Regions from separate parts of the Mus musculus genome. Here region 1 is linked to region 2. The links are chromatin contacts, called in public ChIA-PET maps. All regions are on one chromosome and are shown on one strand. The core of a region is the stretch at or near the end of the contact, and the rest is flanking DNA. Distances in the headings are between cores, read along the strand shown.

Evidence for each region. ChIA-PET counts read pairs in DNA pulled down with a chosen protein or histone mark.
Region 1: a contact with region 2 is called in an RNA polymerase II ChIA-PET map of memory CD8 T cells, with 1,135 read pairs. The contact joins the enhancer-like site here to the promoter of Klf13 in region 2. A contact is called at or near these places in 5 of 115 datasets of contacts at active chromatin or transcription factors (the SCID.adh cell line, bone marrow-derived macrophages, double positive thymocytes and 2 more) and 3 of 9 other capture datasets (adipose tissue, liver and macrophages).

What each region holds. Positions count from the first base shown.
Region 1 is chr7:64,097,033-64,103,537 of GRCm38.p6, forward strand. No RefSeq gene overlaps it. Among named protein-coding and RNA genes, the nearest start is that of Gm45988, 31 kb to the right of the region's middle. Within about 2 kb of position 4,804, at least 25 of the 459 cell types and tissues checked have an H3K27ac peak or open chromatin away from gene starts, as enhancers often do. A contact at or near this core is called in the SCID.adh cell line, double positive thymocytes and memory CD8 T cells, where this site is marked.
Region 2 is chr7:63,935,168-63,941,983 of GRCm38.p6, forward strand. It overlaps Klf13 (Kruppel-like factor 13), which reads right to left and starts at 3,748. Exons shown (of 2, transcript NM_021366.3): 1 at 2,800-3,748. The coding sequence starts at 3,379.

The DNA of each region.
Region 1 (6,505 bases), core at 3,554-6,053, 160 kb after region 2:
AGTATTGGTGACAACTGGGTATTGACGTCTTGCCTGATCACTGTGTGAGGGTCAATATGTGATTTTAGCTGTAGTCATGTTTCTTTTTATGATGTCCAGTGCCCTTGAGTTTAATGTATAGTTATTGAGAATTATAATATCCTCTTGGTGGATTTTTCCTTTGATGTGTGTGTAGCATCCTTCCCTATCTCTTTTGATTACTTTTGGTTTGGAGTCTATTTTGTCAGATGTTAAAATGTCTACAAAAGCTTTTCCTTGAGTCCATTTGTTTGGAATATCTTTTTCGATTTTTTTTTTTTTTTTTACCCTGACATGATTTCAATCCATGATGTTACGGTGTGTTTCTTGGATGCAGCAGAAGGATGAATCTGTTTTCGAATCAAATCTTTCTGTTATTTTGTTGCTATGGTGTGGGTTTTTCTTTTGATTTGCTGGTCTGTGATTACTTCTTCCTGTGTTTTCTTAAGTCTGGTAGTCCTCTTCAGGTTGAAGTTTTCTTTCTAGTGCCTTCTTGTAGCGATGGATTTGTAGATAGATATTGTTTCAATTTGACTTTATCATGGAATATCTTGTTTTCTTCACATTGTATGGTAATTGAAAGTTAGGTATAGTAGTTTGGGCTGGAATCTGTGGTCTCTTAGAGTTTGTAGCACATCTAAAACCCTTCTGGCTTTTAGAGTCTCCATTGAGGATTCAGTTGTTATTATACTAGGTCTTCCTTTTTATGTTACATGGTCTTTTCCCTTGCAGTTCTTTTTGTTTGTTTGTTTTTGTTTTTGTTTTTTATTAGGTATTTATTTCATTTACATTTCCAATGCTATACCAAAACTCCCCCACTCGCTCCCCAACCCACTCCCACTTCTTGGCCCTGGCGTTCCCCTGTACTGAGGCAGATGAAGTTTGCACAACCAATGGGCCTCTCTTTCCACTGATGGCTGACTAGGCCATCTTCTGATACATATGCAGCTAGAGACACGAGCTCTGGGAGGTACTGGGTAGTTCATATTGTTGTTCCACCTATAGGGTTGCAGATCCCTTTAGCTCCTTGGGTACTTTCTCTAGCTCCTCCATTGGGGGCCCTGTGATCCATCCAATAGCTGACTGTGAGCATCCACTTCTGTGTTTTCTAGGCCCCGGCATAGCCTCACAAGAGACAGCTACATCTGGGTCCTTTCAGCAAAATCTTGCTAGTGTATGCAATGGTGTCAGCCTTTGGAGGCTGATTATGGAATGGATCCCCGGATATGGCAGTCTCTAGATGGTCCATCCTTTCATCTCAGCTCCAAACTGTGTCACTGTAACTCCTTCCATAGGTGTTTTGTTCCCAATTCTAAGAAGGGGCACAGTGTCCACACTTTGGTCTTCGTTCTTCTTGAGTTTCATGTGTTTAGCAGATTGTATCTTATATCTTGGGTATTCTAAGTTTCTGGGATAATATCCACTTATCAGTGAGTACATATTGTGTGAGTTCTTTTGTGACTGGGTTACCTCATTCAGGATGATGCCCTCCAGGTCCATCCATTTGCCTAGGAATTTCATAAATTCATTCTTTTTAATAGCTGAGTAGTACTCCATTGTGTAAATGTACCACATTTTCTGTATCCATTCCTCTGTTAAGGGGTATCTGGGTTCTTTTCAGCTTCTGGCTATTATAAATAAGGCTGCTATGAACATAGTGGAGCATGTGTCCTTCTTACCGGTTGGAACATCTTCTGGATATATGCCCAGGAGAGGTATTGTGGGATCCTCCAGTAGTACTATATTCAATTTTCTGAGGAACCGCCAGACTGATTTCCAGACTGGTTGTACAAGCTTGCAATCCCACCAACAATGGAGGAGTGTTCCTCTTTCTCCACATTCTCGACAGCATGTGCTGTCACCTGAATTTTTGATCTTAGCCATTCTGACTGGTGTGAGGTCCCATCCTCCTCATCTGTAGCTTCTAAGATCTACATTCCTTGCAGTTCTTAATATTTTTTCTTTGTTCTATATGTTAAGTGTTTTGATTACTCTGTGCCTTTGATCTGTTTTTCTTTTTTTTTTTTTTCCGATCTGTATTTCTTCTTCCTCTATCCCTAGTTTTTATAGAGTTGGTCTTTTCATAGTACAGATTTCCTGGGTCTTTTGTGCCTGACCTTTTGTTTTGTTTTTTGTTTTTTAAGAGTTAACATTGTTGTTTGAGGAATCTATTTCTTTTATCTTATCTTTAATGCCTGAGATTCTCTCTGCTATCTCTTGTTGATGAAAGATTCTCTCTTCCATTCCTGTGGGTAAAGTTTACTACTGAGGTTTTTGTTTGATTTCATAAAATTTTTTATTTCCAATTTTACCTCATTTTGCATTTTCTTTATTGATTTTATTTCTACTTTCCTGTCTTGGACTGTTTTAATCATTTCATTCCACTGTTTGTTGTGTTATCACAGAATTCATTTAAGGATTTATTAAAATCTTCTTTAAGGTCCTTAAACATATTCATTTTAGCTATTTTGAAGTCATTATCTTGTGCTTCAGCTATATTGTATTTCTTGAGGGCCTACTGTAGTATGTTACTGGGTTCTAATGGAGACATATTCTCTTGGGTGTTATGGTTCTGTTTTCATTGGTGTCTAGGCATCTGTGTTTAGGATAATTGTAACTCTAGGTGGTGATATCTGATCTTGTTTTTGTTGAGAGCGTGTTATATTCTTTGGTTTCTATTGCCTTTTCTGGAAGTATGGGGGCTGTGCGATGGTTGGTAAAGAATGCTTCTGAGTCCCTGCCAGGTGTGGCCACTGGGGGTCTAAGGTAGAATGTGTTTCTAGGTGTTGGGAGTGACATGAAAGACACTGTTAGTCTTCCTATGAAGTTGCCATCCCCTTCAGTAATCTGGACCCCTAGGAGCTTTCAGAGACTTAGCCACCAACCAAAATACATACATGGGCTGCTCCGAGACACCCCTTCCCCCATCCCAGGTAAATATGTAGTAGAGGACTACCTTGTATGGCCTCAGTGGGGGAGGATGCTACTAATCTTGTAGAGATTTCATGCCCCAGGGAGGGGAGAGGCCCGGGGAGGGCACAGGCCCAGGGAGGGCACCTCTCAGAGGCAAGGGGGAGGTGGGAGGGGGGAAGAGGAGAAGGGGAAGAACTCTTTGAGGGAGGATCAGGAAGGGGGCAACATTTGGGATGTAAATAAAATAATAATGATGATGATGATGATAATAATAATAATAAAGTGTAGGGTAGGCTAAAAGGCAGTGAGGTAAGAGGGTCCACAGGAAGGAGGAAAACTGGTTCTGCTGAGAGGTTTCCCAGAGTTCCTAGGGAATGGAGACAGAGGAGGGAGGACAGACCTCTGCATGTAGTCTGCTACAGGGCTGGTGATATGATGCCATTCTCTTTCAAAAATGACCCACTCTGCCGTCACAGTGTTTATTCTTGCATCACAGAGCTGATTCTTGACATGCAACTATAATACTTACTTGTGGCATCACAATACTCCAGTGAGCCACCACAATGCTTGTTATTGTGCTAATATGTCATAAATCACAATGAACCATCGAAGGGCTTCATTGTGACATCTCAACATTCCATCTTGACTCAAAATGCTGCAAACTGCCATTGTAGTGCTGTGCCGTTTCATTACAATGTCTTATTGTTTCATCACTATAGTATATTGTGATGCCACAGTGACCCATTGTGGTACACAAATGCTCCCAGTGCCATCGCTATACTCCCGTGCACCATTACAATTTTGCACACAACTCCATTTGCTATCACAGTAGGACACAGTGACATCACAATGCTCCATTGTTTTAACAGAGTGCTCCACTGTGCCATGGAAATGCAGGAGTGTGGTATCACCAAGCTCAGTGGTGACATCATGATCTTTCATTGTGTCATAATGATACTTCATGGTGTCATCACAAAGCCAATGTTGTGATGTCATAATGTTCTCCAGTGTAATCATCTGCTGATTTGTAATATCACAGCACTCCATTTGGCCATCACAGTGATCCATCTGTTGCCATAATGATATAACATCATAGTGACTCATTTTGTCTTCGCGGTGCTGTGTTTTATTATGTAGGTATGCTCCATTGTGCCAACACCACATTCCAAAGCGTGTGTGTCTGCACAAGTAAGTGTATGAAGGCCAGAGGTCTGCCTCAACTGTCATTTTTTCTTGTACTAGTCTGGAACTTGCCAATAGGCTAGATTGTCTATATGCTCCTGTTTCTGCCTCTTGGAGCTGGGATTACAAGCACTCATTACCACTCCTGACTTTTTAAATGTGGGTCCTGGAGATGGGACTCCCATCTTATGCTATCAGAGCTGTCTCCTAAGACTCACAACGCTGTGTTTTTTTGTTTTATTCACAACTAGTTGCAAAGACTTTGTTTATCTTCCCAGGCTATTTTTTTCCCTCATTGCTCAAACTGAGTAAATTTCATTAGTCCATTTGCATTTTCACATAAGTTCCTTGAGTGGATTGTTATCCCTTTTGCAGTAGCTTTTCAGTTTTGTAATTAGCACTTGGTTATTTTTATAATTCCTGTTTCCTTGTTGAGGTTTCGTTTGCAATTAATTACTGAATCAGTTTTGATCATGACTGCTTAAAATGTTTCTATTAAATAATTCTAAGACCTGATTCTTTCTTCTCAGTGCTATAGTTGATTACTCTTTTTTCCAAATTTCAGTGTTCTTGGTTCTTAGTATGCTGGATGTTTTTGTCATTGTAGTGTGAAAGGCTGACTCTTCTCTGAGGACAACCCAGACCACACCTAACTTTTCTCTATTTGTAGTTATGCTGTTAGGTTCAGCAGTGCAGGTGTGACCTGCTTTGTGGGCTGCGGTTGCCTGACATCTGATTTTCAGAGCCTTTGTGGTGCTGTGTCTGTTTGCCTGTTTTTGTTTTTGTTTTTCTCATGTGTCTTGCTCTCCCATGGGTTCCTTTGGGTGCTGCTTGAGAACTCAGAAAGACCCTTTTCAGCCCCAGCTGTTGTTTCTAGAAGGAAGAACTGTCCAGCCTTAAGAGGCCAAGTGTTCTTCCTGGGCTCTGCACTTGTGCAGGGAAGGAACACTTGTTTTGTGGCTGCGTTTATCTTGACTGCACTGTTCACTATCTGGTGTCACAGTCCTGGAGGGACAAAGATGTTTCCTGGGATGAGCTCTTGACAAGGTGAAATCCTCTTTGCCGATGCAGGCCACCTCTGTTCTTTCAGGGCATCTCCCATGCCATGAAATGAGAGGTGGGGCGGTGTCCTTGGACTTGCTGGGGAAGGAAAGCCCTTCCACAGGGTGCTGATCACCAGCAGGGTCTCTGATCAGCTCGCCTACATTTCTGCTGCCGTTGATGGCTTTGCTGATTGCGTTGGTTACTTTTGTGCGGTTGTACTGGTCTCTGTTGTGATTTGAATATTGAACATTCCCCACAGAGTCATGAATACAGATGGTGGTGCTGTTTTGGAAGGTTGTCTATTGTAGATGGTGGGGCTTCACTGCAGGAAATGAGTTACAGTGAATCTTGAGGTTTTTATAGCCTGGCCACACTTTCTGTCCTCTCTCTGCTTCCCGACTACGGTTACAAGGGTTCTAGGTACCCACCCTACTGTAGGTAGCCATGCTTTCATCATGGTGGACTATATCCCTTCAAAACCGTAAGCTAAATTCAGGCCTGCAAGATGGCGCCAGGAGTAATGGCTTTGGCTGCCAAGCTCCCAAACCAGAGTTTGATTTTCAGAACCCACGTGAAAAGAACTGACTCCAGCAAGTTGTCCTCTGACTTCACATGCACGCTGTGGTATAGGCACAGAAGAGAGTTCCCATTCCAGAGAGGACGATAACAAGAAAGAAAGAACCAACATAAGACCAAACTCCAGAAGATCAAATCCTACAGCCTCATGTCTGACATTCAGGGCACAGTGTCATCACCAGGGCTCCAACCGTGTTGAGCAGCTTATGTTCCTACATTTATAACATACATGGCCTCTCTCGAGTCTGCTACACCCAGTGCCTAAGCCATCCCTTATTGCAGGATTTTCCCTGTCCAATTACGTTACTGCTGAGGAGGCCTGTGATTGGACAGGGAAAAGGGAGGTGGAGCTAATAGTAGCAGAGACGGAGAGCTCTCAGAGGAGGAGAAAGGAGAATGGAGGCAGATATGAACCAGCGTGGCTTGAACCAGCCACAGTTATGATATAATAAGGTTAGAATAATTGGTATAAAGCTTTTATCATTATCAATTGGCTCTGAAATTATTCTATTGGCACCTTGTAAATTGTGATTTCATCGATACATAAATCTGATTGGTTAAGTATAGCTTTAAGAGTTTTAATTCTACCGGGTAATTGGGTGTTGTGATGGGTGACCATGGGGTGCGTGGGGGGAGCAATGCATGAAAGTGAGAAGAACTGGGGATGGGGGGGTGGCCTGCCAGAGAGTTGGCAGGTTGAGAGAAGCAGGAGAATGGAGAGTTGGCTGGTTCATTTTTAATATTTTCGGCAACAACCCCTCAGCAGTTTGCT
Region 2 (6,816 bases), core at 2,498-4,997:
TATCTGAAAACTGAGTGACCCACCACCATTCCACCGCAGGCCTACCGGCCATGCAGGAATATCCAGATTGGGGTGGGGTAGGGGAGTTTGCTGCTCAAAGAAGTAGACCTTCTGAAAATTTTCATATTCCCACCTTGAACCCCCCAGCCTCCAAAGCAACGTGCTCCTCCAAAAGTAAGGTCACCAAACTCCCCAAATATGGGCTGAGAGGTTCCAATTAAGTAAACAAGTGGCCTGGGTTGTTGCGTTTCTTTGTTCTATTCATTTGCTCTAACACTGACTACAGAAATGTAGGCAATGGTCCAAGAGACTACTAGGGAGGGAGGGGTCATCACCTTGTAGCTAAGCAGGAGGGGCAGCTCTTTGCAAAGGACATCCATACCAGAGGAAACCCTTTGCTAGGGACCCTTGGTCTTCCGAAAGGCACTAAACATCCCAGCTTTCCAAGTGGCCAGGCACAAGCCACCAAACCACAGCGAGGCTTGGGAAAATTGCCGGCTACCTTTAGCTAAAGCGGTGAAAATTATCACTCCTGCCACTATTATTCTCGAGGGGGGTATTCGGGTGGAGCAGATGTGGCAAGGCATCAGTCAGCCAGTACCCTACTAAGTAAGATCCACAAACCAAACCGCCCCAGAGCCAGAGCCTACTCGGAAGTCCTGAGAAGATTAAGTCACTCCCTGGGACCATCTTGCTGAATCCTTTCTGTGCCCAAGAAACACCCTGTCTCTTAAGAACATGAGTTACTTAAGCGCTTCAAGGTCTAGCAATGGCTTCCCAGGGCTTCCCGGATTAGAGGCAGAACCAGACTCCACCCAGGAGCAGGCATCTGAAATGGGCAACTCTCATCATCAGACTCACCTGGGTACCAAATAAGATGCAGCCTAGACATCTACAGGCCTCCCTAACCCCGCTCTCAAGAGGGCCTGGAACCTTACAACCCCAGAGGTGCAGCCTCCCTCCCTCGGCACATATGGAGAGCGGCTCCGATTACCTACTCTTAAAACAAACCGAATAGCACACTATTGGCACTAAAAAGAAGGCCGACTCTATTCTTTCTACCTGCTCTGAGTTTCCTGGCGCTCCGAAGAGAATGGCTCCCTTTCCATTACGGAAGATGCGGTCCCCAGCGCCCCCAAACGTTTTCTAAACGCCAACTGAGACTGAAAGGAGGAGCGAGCCAAAAAGGAAAAACATCTTGGACCCAACCCGCCCACGACATCCAGCCCCTCCCCTCAGGCAAGCCCTCTGCATTTCACCAGATCGGCTACCGGGTGCTGCAAGTGGGAAACCACGGTGAAATATTCTGCACCAAGATTTCTCAATTCGATAGTTCGCCGAACACCCCCGCCCCAACTCAGCACTCTTGGTCCATCAAGTTCTGAACCAAGCTCTCTGCTCCTCCCCCATGGCCACACCCACCCCAGCAGCGGCTTTCCCGAGCAGAACTGGGAACCCTACACAAACCCCACCCACCTTCTGGGCTCACAGACCATTAATTTCGACTCCGAATGCCGGGAGATGACAGTCTTCACTCAATCCCATCACCTGCCACGTGGTTTGAGGGACCACAGATAAGGGCTGAGGACCCCCCCCCCAACCCCCGGCCTCTATAGAGAAAGTTCTGACACCTCCCTGGCCTAGAGCTCCGGCTCGTTCCATTATGAACACACGGGCCTTGAGCTCTAGTCTCCACGACTTGCATGTCTAGAGCTTCTCGGTCGGTCACTTAACTGTTAGCAACAACAACAACGAAAAGAACAGACCCCGGTAACAAAGTAACGGAATTAAGTATTTTTTGCAGTGAACTTGAGAGTTAACTGTTACGAAAGAGTTTCTGTGAGCTCAAAAAAGGAAAAAACAACAACAAAAAAACCCCAACCAACCCTAAATGTTTGTGTTAACACCAAAAATGGAGGGGGGAAGTCGGACTTCGACATCAACTACCAAGAGTCGAGCTGCGAAGCGGTCCCCGGAAACCAGAGAGGCGAGTGACCTCACGCCATCCCAGGTTTCAGGCTCAGGCCGGCCGCCCTGGTACAGGTGCCACCTGCCTGCACACAGCCCAAGAGCAAGTGAGAGTTGGATCAGAAAGGTCAGTGAACGGAGCGCGCCTTCCTAGAGCAAGCGCAGCCCCCTGCGGCCGGGCGCGCCCCCGCCGGCCGGATGGGCTGGGGCTCCCACAAAGAGCCGTGGGGTAGGGAGCGAGGACTGGGACCGCCCCCCGCGTCGGCCAGCGCCGCCGCTGGGTCGGGTTGCGACAAATTAAACCTTAGAGCCCTGGAAAAATTACAGGAAGAAGAGAACGAAGAATGTGCCGAGTGGCTGAAGGGAGCCCTGTCCCCGCGTGAACTTCGCCCGCCCCAGCCGGCCCCTCCCTCGCCAGAGCCCGCCCGGAGGCCTGGGAAGAGGGGTGGCGAGACTCCAGCTCCCCGAGCACCTACGCCCCAAAAGGGAGCGCCGCCTGCCCCCCCCCCCAACCACCTCTAGCGCACCTGCCCGCGCCGCCCGCAGCCCGGATGACGACATCTACCCCCGCGGCCCCGCCCCAAGAGCCTGGGAGGGGGCGTGCCCGATGGGGGCGCGGTCGCCGAGAGGGCGCCGGCTCCAAGCGCCACGGCCAGCGTCACGCGAGGCCAGAGCGCCAGGACAGGGGCGCGGCTGCGATCGCCCTCAGCTCATGGCTCCCCGCCCTCGGCCCCGGCCCCCTCTAGCGCTGGGCCCGAAGCTCTGGGGGCGTGGCCGGTCCCAAGCAGTCCCTAGTCCGCGCGTTCGCGGCGTCCCCGCCGCCCCACTGACCTGTGTGAGTTCTCAGGTGCGCCTTGAGGTGCGAAGATTTCCCGTAAACTTTCTCGCAGCCCGCGTAGTGGCACTTGTGCTTCCTCTGCGGGGACTCGAGGTCCGCGCGGCTCCGGCCTCGCCGACCCCTTTGTCTGAGGCCAGGCTCGCCGCTCCCCGCGGGGCCGGGCTCCTGCTCCAATGCCGCCTCCGGCTCGCTCCACGCGGGGCTGGGGGGCGCGGCCGGCGCGCCTGCTTGTCCCGGGGAGGCGGGCTCTGGGCCGGGTGGCGGCGCAGGGGGCGCAGGCGGCAGGCGGCAGGGGGTCCTCGCCTTGCGCGCAGCGGCCCCTTCTCTGCGTTCCGCGGGGGCGGGCGCCGGCGCCTGCTGGTTGAGGTCCGCTAGGATCCGAGCCACCACGAAAAGCGAGGCGCTGTCCTTGCCGTCGCGGCGCTCGTCAACGCGGGGCAGTGTGGGGGCGGCGGCGGCCGCGCCCTCGGGCCGGGGTTCAGGTCCTTCCCGCGGCTCGTGCACGACTGCGCGGCTGGACATGGACACGAGGCACTCGGCGGCAAAGTGGTCCACATAGGCGGCGGCTGCCATGCTGCGGGCTAGGGCGCGCGGTGCTCTCGCAGGAGTCGTCAGCGGCGCATCCGCACCCACGGCCTCCGGGAGCGGCGGGGGGCGGGGGCGCGGCGCGCCCTCTTCTCCGGCTGGGCTGGGCTGGGCTAGGCTGGGCGCGTAGCCGCTTCTGCCGTCACCCGCGCGGCTCCGCGTCCGCCTGGCCGGGCACTGGAGGGTGAGCGCATGGGGGGCTCCAGTAAGGAGGGTCCGCGTGCGGCGTCAGAGTCGGCCTGTCTTAGGGACGTCGAGCGGAGGCGACGTTAGGCACGACCCCTGCAAGTTGTGGTCGCAGTTCCACCGTGCATTGTGGCAGGCGGGACAGCCTCCGTGCGCGCCGCGGCTCGGTGTGGGCGGACCGGCCCCGGGGGTGGGCGGGGCCGGGGCCACATCTGGACCCGACGTCAGCCCCCAGCCACATCCTGGCGGCGCAGGTTACAGGCGGCAGCGGCCGCAGGGAGCAGCGCGCACGAAGGGGGCGGGGAGCCTGGAGCGCCTCAGGAGGGGCGTGGCCAGTGGTAGACGCGAACTCCATTGGCTCTTGAGTACTTTATGCAGCCAATCCGGTCCTCGAGAGGGTTCTACTGGCCGCGGGACCTGCGCGCGCCAGTGGGCGTGCCCCTGGGCCTGCAAGAGGAGGGGCGGAAATCGGAGCCGGGCGCGCGGCGCGCAGACGCATGACGTCCGAGGGTGGCGGGCCGCTGTGTAGCGGCGCAGGGCTGGGGCGCGTGCCTCCCGCAGCGGGAACCCCGCCGGCCCTTTCCATGCCAGAGCTTTTGTGAGCAGGCAGCAGTGGGTGGCACGAGGATGGCAACACTGAGCAAGACACCCTGTGGTCGCTCCGCCCGCCGGGAGTGCGGGCAAGGTGGCGTATCGGTCCCTATGGGACCTAAGCGGCCGACCTCGCCTATGGGCGGGACATTACCGAGCCTCACCCCACCGCAGCGGAGTTCTCTGGTGGCCGGGTTTGCATTGCCCATCTCCAGCCACCTCCTCACCCCGCTCCTATTGAGCTCCGGTTCTCTACGCAACCTTGGCCCGAGCCTTGTCACCACTGGGGCCGCCCCGCCCCCGCGCGGCCGAACTGCCCTTGAGCCTATGTTAACCTGGCTGATGCAGGACCCACCACTGCCAATGCTGAGGGAGTGAGCTACGTGCTGGGGCTGCGGTCGCGGCTGTTCAGGGAACACGGGGCCCCTTCCTCCCCCTTCCTGCCCCAGGCCTGCTGCCAACTTCTCCAGGCCGCCCCTCTCCCACCGCGGTCCTGGAGGCTTCAAACACCACCAGCTGCGAGGACCCCGCCCAGGGCGCCCCACCCATCCACTGTCTGGGCCTCTGAAGGAAATGCTCCGCTGCGTCCTGCCGGGGCCTTCCAACTAGGCCACCTTGCTCTAAAGTCTAGACACACATTCATGTTCTTTCCTCTCTGAACACTAGGCCATCATCAGAGAGACCCGTAGCTTCCAACTGCCTTTGAACCAATCTTAACACACTCAAAAGACTTTGGCCGCAACTGGCCTCTGACCTGTGAGGGTAGGATCAGCAGCCTCTCCTTTTCATTGTGGATGATACCTTAAAATAAGTCAGCCACCAAGTCAGGGAGACCCGACTGCCGGTTGGTCGACCCCAGTGAGCTAAAGAAGGGTCAGTCACCTCACTACTGGTGAAAATTAAGAACCATGGCTCTGATTTCAAGTTCTTCCCCAAGTTAAATGGGAGCCTAAAATAGAAAAGACTTTGATTTCTGATAATTGAGGAAACTGAACAATTTGGAATTTTCAGTTGTGAAACTTTAGGTTAACGTTTGAACACCCCGAGTGTGAGCACACACCCTGAATTTCCACACCATTGGGCTGCTGTTTTGTGGAGAAGCTGGATCAGGGCTTTGTAGGAGGGTCTCCACTTGGCAGAAAGTAGTCATCTTTGTTCCAGGCAGATTATGTTGATGGCATTTAAGAGACTGTGTCCTGACCAAGTGATGACTCAGATTGCTCCTCTGTTCCCACCACATGCCACAGACAGTCATCTCATTGGGAAAGAGCTGGCCCCTACACTGCCTTTCAGTCCATGCATGTCTTTCTGTCCCTCTGCAGCCAGGGGCATTCTGCAGTACATAAAATACTTTTTGGTTGGGCGTGGTGGCGCACGCCTTTAATCCCAGCACTTGGGAGGCAGAGGCAGGTGGATTTCTGAGTTCAAGGCCAGCCTGGTCTACAAAGGGAGTTCCAGGACAGCCAGAGCTACACAGAGAAACCCTGTCTCGAAAAACCAAAAAAACAAAACAAAAACACAAACAAACAAAAACACTTTTTGGTGGTGTCCTCCACGGTGGACCTTCCTGGGACATACATATTCACTGGACTCCTACATTATAGGTTTCTAGGATAGAACTGCATCAATCAACCCTTCTGACATACCCCATCCAAGCTTTCTTCCTGATGGTCTCCCAAAGGGTTTTCTCCTTTGGATATTATATACAAGAGGCATTACCTTGAGTGGTTTCTTACCAGTTCACTCACCAAGTACAAAATGATTGGGGTCTCAAAATTGAGGCCTTTCTTGTCCCAAACCCAGATAGAAATATCCTAGGGGTACAGCTCTACTCTCCAGTAAATATCTCATAGCTCTAGGTCCATGTTTCTGTGCTAGTAGGATCTTGATAACAATAGTATGGGTAAATGAGATAGGGATGTTTCCTTTTAGCTGGAAAGAAAAGGAGAAACTGAAACAAAACAGATCAGAGTGAACCAAGTGGGAGCAAATGAACCATAAGAGGACTAATGACGGGTGAAGTTTTTTGTGTGACGGTGGTAGTTGTTCCATTTGGAACCTCTGAAACAACCTCAGATATAAGCTAGAAACCTCAACTGTAAGACACGAACATGGACAAGAGCAGAAGAAGCAGCTGCAGCCAGTAAAGCTGAAATGTACCCATAGACCTAAGAAAATGAAAGCCTGAACTAGGAAGGAAAGTTTCCCCACAAGGTTCACAAATGGTGACACTGGATGTGGAAGGGAAAGGGACTTGAACTAAGAATGATGATAAATGATTGTACTAGAGTCTGTTGAGAGATGTTTAGATCGGCTGCCAGCTCCATGTAGCCTCACAGCTTCCTTCCCCTTCCTCTTCCTGAGGAGAGACTGTCTCTATCTAAAGGAGACAGATGAGTCCCCAGCGTCAGAGGCAGTAGTGCGCATGTGCCTACTGATACCTACACACCCCTTTCGGGGATTCCATGGCACAGGGAGCCAGGAGCCTAAAAGAGGCTTTTGGGCTGAGCTAACCAGGCCACAGAGAATGATCAAAACAGTCTGACATCCATAGCTGCTCAAGGATCCAATTAGCACACTACACAGAAGGCCACAGTGAAAGGTGCCACTTGACACAGGACTTCTGATCCATCTCAGTCCTTCCCAGG